Linked DNA regions of Mus musculus: region 2 is linked to region 1. A link is a contact called in public promoter capture Hi-C data. All regions are on one chromosome and are shown on one strand. Each heading gives the region's core, a stretch centred on a gene start, on an enhancer-like site or on the middle of the called end of the contact. The rest is flanking DNA. Distances are from core to core; before and after follow the strand shown. Region 1 overlaps Evl (Ena-vasodilator stimulated phosphoprotein). Region 2 overlaps Gm40573 (a long non-coding RNA gene).

Region 1 (5,575 bases), core at 454-2,953:
TGAGTGTGTGTTTATGTGTGTGTGTATGTGTGTATATGTGTGTCTGTGTATGTGTGTGTGTGAATCTTCTCCTCCTTTTTTTGCCAGCTCCAAAGAGTTTCTCACTGGCTCCAGTAAATCAAGTTTCCGCCCTCAGAGAAAAGTCTGCTGAATGATCAATCACTGATTCTACACCTGCCTCAGTTTCCCCTGACCTGTGGAAACTGGCCTCTGACAAATTATTCCTCCCACAGACTAGGACCAGTAAGTTCATCAATTCTCTCTCTCTATTTCTTCCCACTCTGGCCTAGCTTAACCTTTGCCTATTCCACGGCAGCTGTCATCACCTCTTCCTGGGTGACAAAGGTTTCTTCACTGGTCTGCCTAGTCGCTTTACCCCATGATGCCCACTGATGCCCAGAAGCCACATTCCATCTCTTAAAATCAGAGGGACGCCTGTGCGGACTACTCAGAGGTAGTCATTTGCCTAACATGTGATCGGGCATGTGTTCCATCACACAGACAATACAGACCAAGCCACTGCAGTCTACACTGGTGAGTGCCTCCTGAGAGGCACGTATGTGCCTGTGCCAGCACAGCAGCCCTCAGGAGGTGCTCACCTGTGACTTCTCCACTGTAGGTGGAGCCCTGCTAGAAGAGAAGCAGGAGAAAAAGCTGCAGGACTGCTAATCTCATGAAGCAGATTTCAAAGACTTGCTTGGTTGTTCCTTGCAGACTGTGCAAGGCACATTTGCTTTTTTAGTGCCTGGACCCCACCTCCGACCCCCCCAGCACCTGGCGTCTGCTTGGCTCCTGGCAACTCTAACCTTTTCCTGTTTTTAGAGATCCTGTGTTTTGGGATACATCATCCAAGCCAAGTTGTTAAGCTCACTGGTCTTAGATTGAAGGAGGGTACAAACATTTTCTTTTCTAAAATGTTTTCTCCTGTTATCTGAAGCCCTATTCAGCTCTGAGATCCAGCTGGGCAGTGAGGCACTCTTTCAGCCTCCTCTCCAGCTGGCCTCCTCCACTCTTCCATGTGCCGGCTTCTCAGCCTGTGCTTGAACACTGCCCGGCTGGCACCTCTGCCACCCTCAGCCCATGGAACTGCACTTCTTTAAGCAGAGGACAGGTAGAGCCTCTTCTGTGAGACCCGTCTCTTCCTCTTGCAGGCCTTAACATACTGTTCTGTGAAGGCTGCTTCATGTCTGCCTAGACTGTTTAGGAGGTCTGGGAAGGCTAACGCTGCCTACAGAAGCAGTGTTGGGGGCAGTGGGGTGTCTGTAGGCAGTGCTCTAAAACTCTGGGACTGTGTTGTATTTGTTTGTCTCTCAGTTTCTTTTTCTTCTTTTTTTTTAATTTTTTTTTTTTTGTAATTTATTTATTTCATGTATGTGAGTACACTGTCGCTGTCTTTAGACACATTATTAGAGGGCATCAGATCTCATTACAGATGGTCGTGAGCCACCATGTGGTTGCTGGGAATTGAACTTGGACTTCTGGAAGAGCAGTCAGTGCTCTTAACTGCTGAGCCATCTCTCCAGCCCCTTGCTTGTCTCTCAAGTGCAGCGGGTGCTGTTCTAGGCCCCCTAAATGTGTCTTAGCAATGACATTCAGCTGAGGACAGTGGCTTCCTCTAGGAGGCACTGTACTCACCTCTTAGCCAGCAGCTTGTTCATTTCTTCCATGAGGCCTCCTCCACCTCCCCCACTGCTTGCCCGGTTGGCATCGGACTTTGAAGTCCCACTAGGACTGGAGCCTCCAGATGCATCTTCTGGCTGAGGGTAAGGAAGAAGTGTGTGTCAGATGCTGACCCAGAAAGATCCTAGGAGTGAGGCTGCTAGTTTAACACTCTCAAGTCCACGGAAAACCAGAATCTAGGGAGGCTCAGGGACAGGCTTGGTAGGCCCACAGGCATGAGTCCTTGCCAAAGCCAGTTAGTTACAGGGAGGAGGGAAGCAACTTTCAAGCCAGAGATATGCATCAGAGCATTCTTTTATGAGCAGACTTATATTATCTGCAGATCTTTCCAGGAGCATGTGCACCCGGGGTGGGGAGCTGAATCAACTGGAAGCACATTCCACGGGAAAAGCAAGGGCAGATTCAGTACTTATTAACTAAGGCAGCTGGGAGCTGATCCAGGGGAAGAGAGTTTTGCTCAGTGTCTCACTGATGAACAGGTGAGGACAGGGTGAGAGATGAGAGTGATACGTAAAGGGTGGCTGGCCTGCCTACCCTGACAGGAACTCTTACCCGCTGCACCCTCCTTAGCTTGGCTCCCGCCAGAGCAGCAGCCAGTCCTGATGCAGAGCTCTCATCATGGTTGGTCCCCTGGGCTCCTCCAGCTGGCAGTGGGGGTGGGGGTGGGGGAGTAGACCCTGTGGGTGGAGGTGGAACTGGGGGTGGAGGCGGGGGTGGAGGTCCACTACAGGAGAGAGTGGTGCTGGCTGCCGATGAGGGATGCCCAGGGGGGAGAATGGGCCCTGAAAAGCAAAGGGGAGGAGTCAGTCTCCAACACCTAGGGGTGTCCAGCTACTGTTTTTATTCTGGGTCCTTCAAAAGATTGGAGGGCAGCTTGCTCATCAGAGATGAGGTGCAGAAGAGTTTGTCTCAGGAAGGCCCTACAGAACCCAGCCCCATTACAATCCCTTCCTATTCCAATCTCCCAGCATTGGGTGCTGGCTACACTGGCATATAGTCACTTAACACCCTTGAGCACAGCAGAGCTCCTCTTGCTCTGCTCCTGCCTCTCCAGTGTGTGTGAGGAGTTCCTGGCAGTGCCGGTTTCCATTATAAGTACTTGGCTGCATCTTAGGTACTGACTGAAGTTGGTCTCAAGATGTAAGTGGGACTTGTACTTGGATCCTAGGGTCTCTAAGAGGTAAGGAACTGTGGGTCCAGAGATGACCAGGAATTTGGGTCAAGGAACCACCGAGGGCTGGCCTCCACTATGCACCTAGTCAGGCACCTCCAGTGAATCAGACACTGTGCCATACACTGAGGGGAGTAGACCCTCAGGGTGCTTTTGGTCTAGTAAGGTCAGCCAACAAATCACAGAGGAGAACACAGACTTGTGCTGCAAGGCTCGCTCTACTAGAAGTATGCACAGGAAGCCTGTCGGAGCTGAAGCTCTTGGATGACTGCCCTACAGAGCTGGGAACACACAGGAGAGGTGATGTCAGGACAGTGAAGGAAGTAGTGCTGAGCCAAGAGGATGGGACGTATGGGAGGGAGACATGCTGGTAGAACTAGACTTGCTCAAGCCATGTTCAGAGGCCTGGGCAGCGGAGGGGAGGGAGGTGCTGCAGCAGCTGAGAGGACAGGGTGTTGGAAAAGCAGGTAAGGTGGTTTGCCATGAGGATGCACTGGGGGGTCAGGGCCTCGGACAGGGCTGGAGGAGGGAGTCTCCCCTACCTGTGGCCGAGATTCTCCTCTCCAGAGACTCCTGGCGGTGCTGCTGCTCCATTACTTGTCTGGAAAGCAATCACAGCAGACACCTTGAGCTCTCTGTGCCCACGCTCCCACATTTAAAAGCTGCTGCTGTGGTACTTCTCATACCCATAACACTGGGCTTTGTTTGTGTGGAGGAAAAAGGATTACCCTGAGTGCTGTCATAGGCACCACCCACTTTCTTCTCTTTTCTTTTCTTTTTTTTTTTTTTTTTTTTTTTTTTTGGTTTTTCGAGACAGGGTTTCTCTGTGTAGCCCTGGCTGTCCTGGAACTCACTCTGTAGACCAGGCTGGCCTCGAACTCAGAAATCCGCCTGCCTCTGCCTCCTAAGTACTGGGATTAAAGGCGTGCGCCACCATGCCCGGCTTTCTTTCCTTTCCTTTCCTTTCCTTTCCTTTCCTTTCCTTTCCTTTCCTTTCCTTTCCTTTCCTTTCCTTTCCTTTTCTTTTCAGAAAGGGTCTCTAATTGATCTAGAACTTAGCAAGTAGGCAAGGCTGGCTGGCCAATGAACACCAGGGTTTGTCTGTTTGCCTTTGCCTCCTAAACTCTGGTATTCAAGTGGCTGATGCCACATCTAACTTTTTAAGGAAAACAAAACAAAACAAAACAAAAGAGTGCTGGAGCTCTACTCAGCGCCCTGCAAGCACGTCACTGGCTGAGCTAACCTTCCTGTAGCCCTGGGCTGCCTCCAACAGAGACAGAGACAGATGGAAGAGGACTGATGAGCTGGACACACTGAGTAGTAAATACCTCAGAGAAACCTGTGTGACCCTCTGGCCAACTGAATTCACTCAGTGGCGTGAGTGGGCCAATGGGCTTGTCTGGCTGTTTGGAGCCACTGTGGTGGCAGGAGAAATGGAAGCTATGCCTCATTTTAGTCCTTTAGAGGGCTCCCTGGAACCACAGGGTTACTAGGCAAGCTTCAGAAGGAGTTTAGGGAAGTATGAGTCTGTGGGCGATGGACCTGTCCCCTTAGTCTGCAGTGGCATGTGCAGGCATCCTCTGTTGCCCCTGTTGTTAGTGGCCTCAGCTCTACTGGGGAGCTTTCAGTCAGACATCTGTGGGACGTGGGGTTACCTTCTCTGGATGTCCATCTCCTCAGGAGAGGGGCCATTCTGCACCTGACGCTGTGTGGAGGGGCCTGTAGGGAAGAGATGCAGAGTGGAAAGGTCAGAGGAGGGAAGAAGGGCCCCAACACAGAACTGTAATGGCACCCTCTCCACCCTCCAGAGCCCAGAGGAGAGATCCTGCCTGCCTCTAACAGTGGGCTCTCACACCCGTGAAGCACCTGCACACCTTTATCTCTCTCTGTTTCCTGTGGCTCTCCCTCTGAAGCACAGTGGAAACTAAGTTCTGCTCACACCACTCTGCTTTTGTTTAAACAGCACCTGCTGTGTCTGCCCACTTGCCACTGTCTCCTCAACCCCAACCCTGGTATGTTAAGAATCATGAGTGAAGGACTAATACCTTCAGCTGGTGACGATCAAGGCCAGATGGAACCTAGGAACTACACGTGTGTGGGGTGGACCCTCCTTGGACCTGTTACTCACACTGGGAGTCTGGGGCTGTGGGAAGAGGCAGTGCAACCCTGCACGGCTCCCTTTGTTCTGGGCCACCATGAAAGCTCCTAGGCCATACCCACTTTGGACCTGAAAGGATAGAGTCCCACTGCTGAACCTCCTGTTCTCAGGAGGGCTAGTGCTGGGACCCATATTTAAAGAGAAATCCAGGCTGCAGCTCCAACCCAAGAAAGAGCTGATCATTCCCGAGGGCCAGTGCGCATCGTCCCTTTGTAAGTGTAACCAGTGGCTTGTGCAAACAGCTTTGTTTCCACTTTTGGGTGAAGTGAGCGTGAATCTACACCTCAGACAGCAGGTAGTCTCTTTAGCCACTCACTTCCCAGAAGCCCAGGGTCTTAGTGGTCTTCCTCTTCTTCTGTACAGAAAATGTTATTTCCTAGCCGGGCGTGGTGGCGCACGCCTTTAATCCCAGCACTTGGGAGGCAGAGGCAGGCGGATTTCTGAGTTCGAGGCCAGCCTGGTCTACAGAGTGAGTTCCAGGACAGCCAGGGCTATACAGAGAAACCCTGTCTCGAAAAACCAAAAAAAAAAAAAAAAAAAAAAAAAAATGTTATTTCCTATGGGAG
Region 2 (5,259 bases), core at 2,318-4,817, 95 kb before region 1:
CTTCCTCTCAGTATACAAAGACAGTTGTCTTTCACGTAGAAGCTGCCGGGCTTATTCCAGATGATTCAGAACTAACTTTGTTATTTATAAAACTGCAACGAGTAGTTCAAAGTCGACATAACCCACTATGTATAACTCATATTCGATCTCATACAGGTTGGCCAGGATGATTGAGAGGCTTTAGGAAGTGAGAGCGATCAATACTCATAGAAAATGTATCAGAGGCTTCAGAGGTTCAAAGAAGGCATCATGGAAATAGAGGCTTAGAGAAAACAACCTCTATAACCTGGTGAAGAGCCAAGGGCGTTATAAAACATTGTCCTGTTTGTTTTACAATCAAGCTTTGTGACCTGCTGGGAAAGTGACCTTACAGTCACCCAAAGAAGTTAAGTTTGGCAGGCAGATGTGTTTTGTTTTGCAGTTTGGACAATTAACGTATATACATCATACAATTGATAGCTATTCACGATTCCAATGACTTCTGCCTTGGGTTCTGAAAGGACTGATGCTGTAATCACAGCTATAGAAACCATGCCTGTGGGGGCTGGTGAGATGGCTCAGTGGGTAAGAGCACCCGACTGCTCTTCCGAAGGTCCAGAGTTCAAATCCCAGCAACCACATGGTGGCTCATAACCATCCGTAACGAGATCTGATGCCCTCTTCTGGTATATCTGAAGACAGCTACAGTGTACTTACATATAATAATAAATAAATCTTTAAAAAAAAAAAAAAAAGAAACCATGCCTGTGTTAGGATACTTCATAAATTAAAACTTGTAATGCATCGTCATATGCATCCAGTAAAATACCACAACTCTTTAAATACTACAGCATAACCCACGTTACAGATACACCTTACAGTCCTACAGGCCAAGCAGCCTCACTTTAAAGGAAATGCTCATAAAATTGGAAGGGGGGGTATGGGATCTCTCAGAAAGTGTCAGCGAGACAGGTACCTGTCTACTATAAGGATTTGTCATCCTCAGAATGAAAGTCAGGAGATGTGTTGGGGAAGAAGAAGCCATGCATTTGTCTCCACAGAAAACAAAAGGCTATGGATCCCTTCAAACTTAAAAAAAGTTACAGTTGACCAGGGGAGGCCTCCTGAAAGTCTTGACTGCTGACATTAAGGAAGAAACCCAGAACAGCAGGACAGGTGATGTGATTGCCAGTCCCTCCGCGGGGACAGCTCTGAGACCTGTTGAGACAGGCGTTTCTCTGTGTAGCCAAAGAATTGTGTCGGCTACAGAGTCCTCATGACTTATTGCATGGCATTCTTTCATATGGCACGGGTGGAGATGTATATTCTGTTTGGTTATGCAGTCCAAATGGACTTACACCGTTGGAAGCCTTTCTCCTGCCCAGATGTAGAACAGAGAATCATCAGCTGATGTGTGCACGCCACACATTCCGTCGTGTGTTAATGAGAATGTATGTTACCTTTAAAAGTTTGTGTTTGCAGAGCAAAAGGACCAGTGAAAGGCAAAGCAAGTAGCCCGGGCCATCCAGCCTCACAGATGGTCTCAGCTGCCGTTTCCTCAAAAATTGCATCCAGGTCAACTTCAAAGCTGCCTGCTTCAGCCAGGACTTCAGTTATGCCCTGTACTTTCCTATCGCACAGCAAATGAAACAGCTAGCTCTCCCAGGACTCGGCCAATATGTGAGCATGATGTTTTTGTACACTGTGTAAAGTAAACCCTTGTGGTGTTCAAATGCTGATTTATCTGCCCTCATCTCTTGTTTTCTATCTGGATACAGCATTGTAATGCTTACATCAAGAATCTCCTGTTTCAAGTTTGTATAAATAGTTCTTAGCATTTATTCTCTGTTCATCACCCAATGGCTGGGCAGAATAGAAAATAGGGTGGGACGTCCGCCAACCACAGGAGGAAGGAGGGGGGGAGGGAGATTGAGATTGGGGAGGAGGATTTGGAGAGAGAGAGATCATGGAAGTCCGAAGAGCCAGATCAATAATAATAATATGCAAATATCATGGGATGGAACTGGGAGGTCATTTAAATGCTCAGCTATTGAGGTGAAGTTTTAAATAAATATTGGTTTTTCTGTATGGTTATTGGGACTAACATAAGATAAAGAAATACAGGGCTGGCGAGATGGCTCAGCGGGTAAGAGCCCTAACTGCTCTTCGGAAGGTCCTGAGTTCAAATTCCAGCAACCACGTGATGGCTCACAATCACCCATAATGAGATCTGACGCCCTCCTCTGGTGCATCTGAAGACAGCTACAGTGTACTTATGTATAATAATAAATAAATCTTTGGGCCGGAGCTAGCGAGGCCAACTGGAGCGAGCAGGGTTGACCGGATCGAGCAGATGTAACAGATGTTTGTTGTCATTTGGGGGTGTTAATTACAAGTTGTTATTGGTCACAATCAGGGAGGAAACAAAGATTCAGGGGTCTTTTTTTTTCTCTTCTATCCTTTCTCTCGCATCTAGTGGTAAGGGATTAAAGGGAATGAAAGGAAAAGTGGAGGGATATAGGGCTTAAGGTATAAGAAAGGTGGATTGTTGTATTTCCTTTTAGACTAGAAAGCAACTTAGAGTCTGTAATATCTATTCCTGGTTGTCAGCTTGACTATATCTGGAGTGAACTACAATCCAGAATTGGAGGGATCTCCTGTGATCCAGATCTTGAGGCTGGAAGACACAAGGTTCTGACCTGGATCTTGGCATGGAGATCTCAAGGCATAGTGGCTATGAAAAGTTTAGGCCCAGGCAAGGTAGTACACGCCTTTAATCCCGGGAGACTAAGGCAAGGAGATCTGAGTTCAAGGTCAGCCTGGGACAAAACAAGTCCCAGATCCAGGCATGGTGGCACACACCTTTAATCTGGGCCACACCTTCTGCTGGAGACCTACACAAGGACATTGGAAGAAGGAAAATTCTCTCTTCCTTGCCTGCTTGCACTTACTTGCCAGCACATCTGTTGGAAGCAGCTTCCAAGCAGCTATTAGGTTCTTGAACTTCCCATCCACAGCTGCCCATTGTTGGGTTAGTTGAACTACCGACTGAGTTATCACAATAAATTTTCTTAATATATAGAGACGATCCGTAAGTTCTGTGACTCTAGAGAACCCTGGCTAATACCGTCTCGAATATTTTAGATTAGTATGAATTATTGTATATTGAACATAAAATGTAAACATATAAATAGCTAGAAGCAAGCAATGTTTTTCTCTTCAGATATACTTTAGATAGGTGGTCTTCAAACACTCCAGAGATTTACAGAATATGGCATTTTCATGAGACACACCAGCTCCCGGCAGCACCCCATCAAAAGACCTCCACCCAAAGTTTGCTTCAAGTGTGGCAAAGCTAGCCATTGGGCAAAAAACTGTCCCTTGCCTCAACTGCTAACAGCAGGCTATGCAAAGCTCTGACAAGCAGAACACTAGAAAGTCAACTCCCCAGCTTTGCCAAGACATGGTCAGATATTCTAGGTCTGCTGGCTGAAGACTGGGTGCCCCGTGGATATAGAGACTTGAGGTAGCTGACCAGGCAGCCAGCGGTCTCTGTAATTTCTGTAGCTCTGGAAGCTGCCTGCTCTGCACTTTGTTTAGTCAGGTAATATTTATCCTCAGGTCTGGTGGGGTTGAGGTGTAGACAGTTACAGTGTTTAGAACTTAAGAAATGTCTTAGGATCTAAAAATAATTTTGGGGGGTTGGTAAATGCAAGTAAGTTATGAAAATTAAAGGATATAAGCGCTTAAATAGTAACAGAAAATGATTTATGTACAGACCTTTGGACTCACCAAGATAGGATCAATACTGGAGTACCTTCTCTAAGGTTGCCAAATATGAGTGGACTGGCCATTGTGGATATAATTCCTGATAGTCCTCTTAATTGTTCATCTTGTATACAGTTCACTGATGTCAAGAGAGAAGGCTGTGTCTTGCAGTACAGCAGGAGATGTTCAGGGTTCACTGTGTGAAGGTTGTCCAGTGTTGATTGCTAAACTAGGAGGGAGCTGAGCACTAGTGGATCTCAGCATTGTTAGTCTTACGGCCCGTCACTGGCCTCATGCTTTGCCAGTGTTCACCTTCCTCCCTTGCTGATTGGCTCAGGAAAGATCCGACAGCCTACATATATACACATACACATACATACATACATACATACATACATACATACAGGCAGGAAGGGGAAGGCAGAACGGCCCTGCAGAGTGGGGGTCTCTGGAAGAAGGCAGAAAAGAGGATTCGCCAGCAGGACATGGAGGTGGATGAGCTTAAACAGGTGTGGAGAGGTAAAGAACGGGCCATGCGGTGGGATGGAGTGCCAAGATTAGTTGGGTTGATTTAGACTGAGCTAGCTGAGAGTCTGCCCGGCTAAAGGCCTAAGCTATAATAAACACTAAGTCTCTTTGTCCTTATTTAACTACTGGTGGGTCCAGAAGGTTCTGGTCAGTCTCTTTCAGCTTCTCCACCTCACACCCGCGCAGTACTGTCACACTGGACCTTCCCATGTGCAGACTCACGGGTATTGGAGCCAAGTGACTGTGGATCTCTGCAAATGACCAAATCCTGTGAGCTGTTTTTGAGAAAAGTGGCCAACATAACATATGTGCATATTTTCTTTGAAGAATGTGGGGCTCCAGAGTGGTGGCTTTGTTCTTGCAACACTGCTCTTCGTGCAGCTGGCCCTACCTCTTTTCACAGCTCAGTTTTCCTTTTCAGGTAGTAGAAGTCACTGTGGGTGTGTGTGTTTGTAGATGTATGCAGGTGGGCATGGCCCGTGTGCATGCAAGGGACCAGAGGTATTGGGTGTCTTCCTTCATCAATTCTCTATTCTCTTGAGGTGGGATCTTTTCTGAACTCAGAGCTGGTTTTTTTTTGTTTTGTTTTGTATTTTTTTGTTTGTTTGTTTTTTTTTGGCTACTTGGTTGGTTAGGAAGCCACGGCAATCCTCCAGTCTTTCCCTGCTTCCCTCCCACAATGAGTCGCAGCCCTGCCCAGCTTCTTTCATGGGATCAGGGATCTAGACTCAGGTTCTCTGATTGCCTGGCAAGCACCCTTTCTTCAGCCATCTCCCTAGCCCCTTGGGTCTTTTCTTCTTCTTCTTCTTCTTCTTCTTCTTCTTCTTCTTCTTCTTCTTCTTCTTCTTCTTCTTCTTCTTCTCCTTCTTCTCCTTCTTCTCCTTCTTCTCCTTCTTCTCCTTCTTCTCCTTCTTCTCCTTCTTCTCCTTCTTCTCCTTCTTCTCCTTCTTCTCCTTCTTCTCCTTCTTCTCCTTCTTCTCCTTC

Evidence for each region. Capture Hi-C pulls out chosen DNA fragments and counts their contacts.
Region 2: a promoter capture Hi-C map of liver shows a contact between it and region 1. The contact joins two enhancer-like sites. A contact is called at or near these places in 3 of 484 Hi-C or Micro-C datasets (colorectal tumor organoids, liver and pancreatic cancer cells), 4 of 115 datasets of contacts at active chromatin or transcription factors (bone marrow-derived macrophages, embryonic stem cells, intestinal villus epithelium and 1 more) and 4 of 9 other capture datasets (adipose tissue, embryonic stem cells, liver and 1 more).

What each region holds. Positions count from the first base shown.
Region 1 is chr12:108,672,284-108,677,858 of GRCm38.p6, reverse strand. It overlaps Evl (Ena-vasodilator stimulated phosphoprotein), which reads right to left. Exons shown (of 13, transcript NM_007965.3): 4 at 4,507-4,570; 5 at 3,394-3,452; 6 at 2,233-2,462; 7 at 1,636-1,757. Among named protein-coding and RNA genes, the nearest start is that of Gm40571, 8.1 kb to the left of the region's middle. Within about 2 kb of position 1,703, at least 37 of the 459 cell types and tissues checked have an H3K27ac peak or open chromatin away from gene starts, as enhancers often do. A contact at or near this core is called in liver, where this site is marked.
Region 2 is chr12:108,769,564-108,774,822 of GRCm38.p6, reverse strand. It overlaps Gm40573 (a long non-coding RNA gene), which reads left to right. Exons shown (of 2, transcript XR_872979.2): 2 at 1-3,708. Among named protein-coding and RNA genes, the nearest start is that of Gm33682, 4.8 kb to the right of the region's middle. Within about 2 kb of position 3,567, at least 4 of the 459 cell types and tissues checked have an H3K27ac peak or open chromatin away from gene starts, as enhancers often do. A contact at or near this core is called in liver, where this site is marked.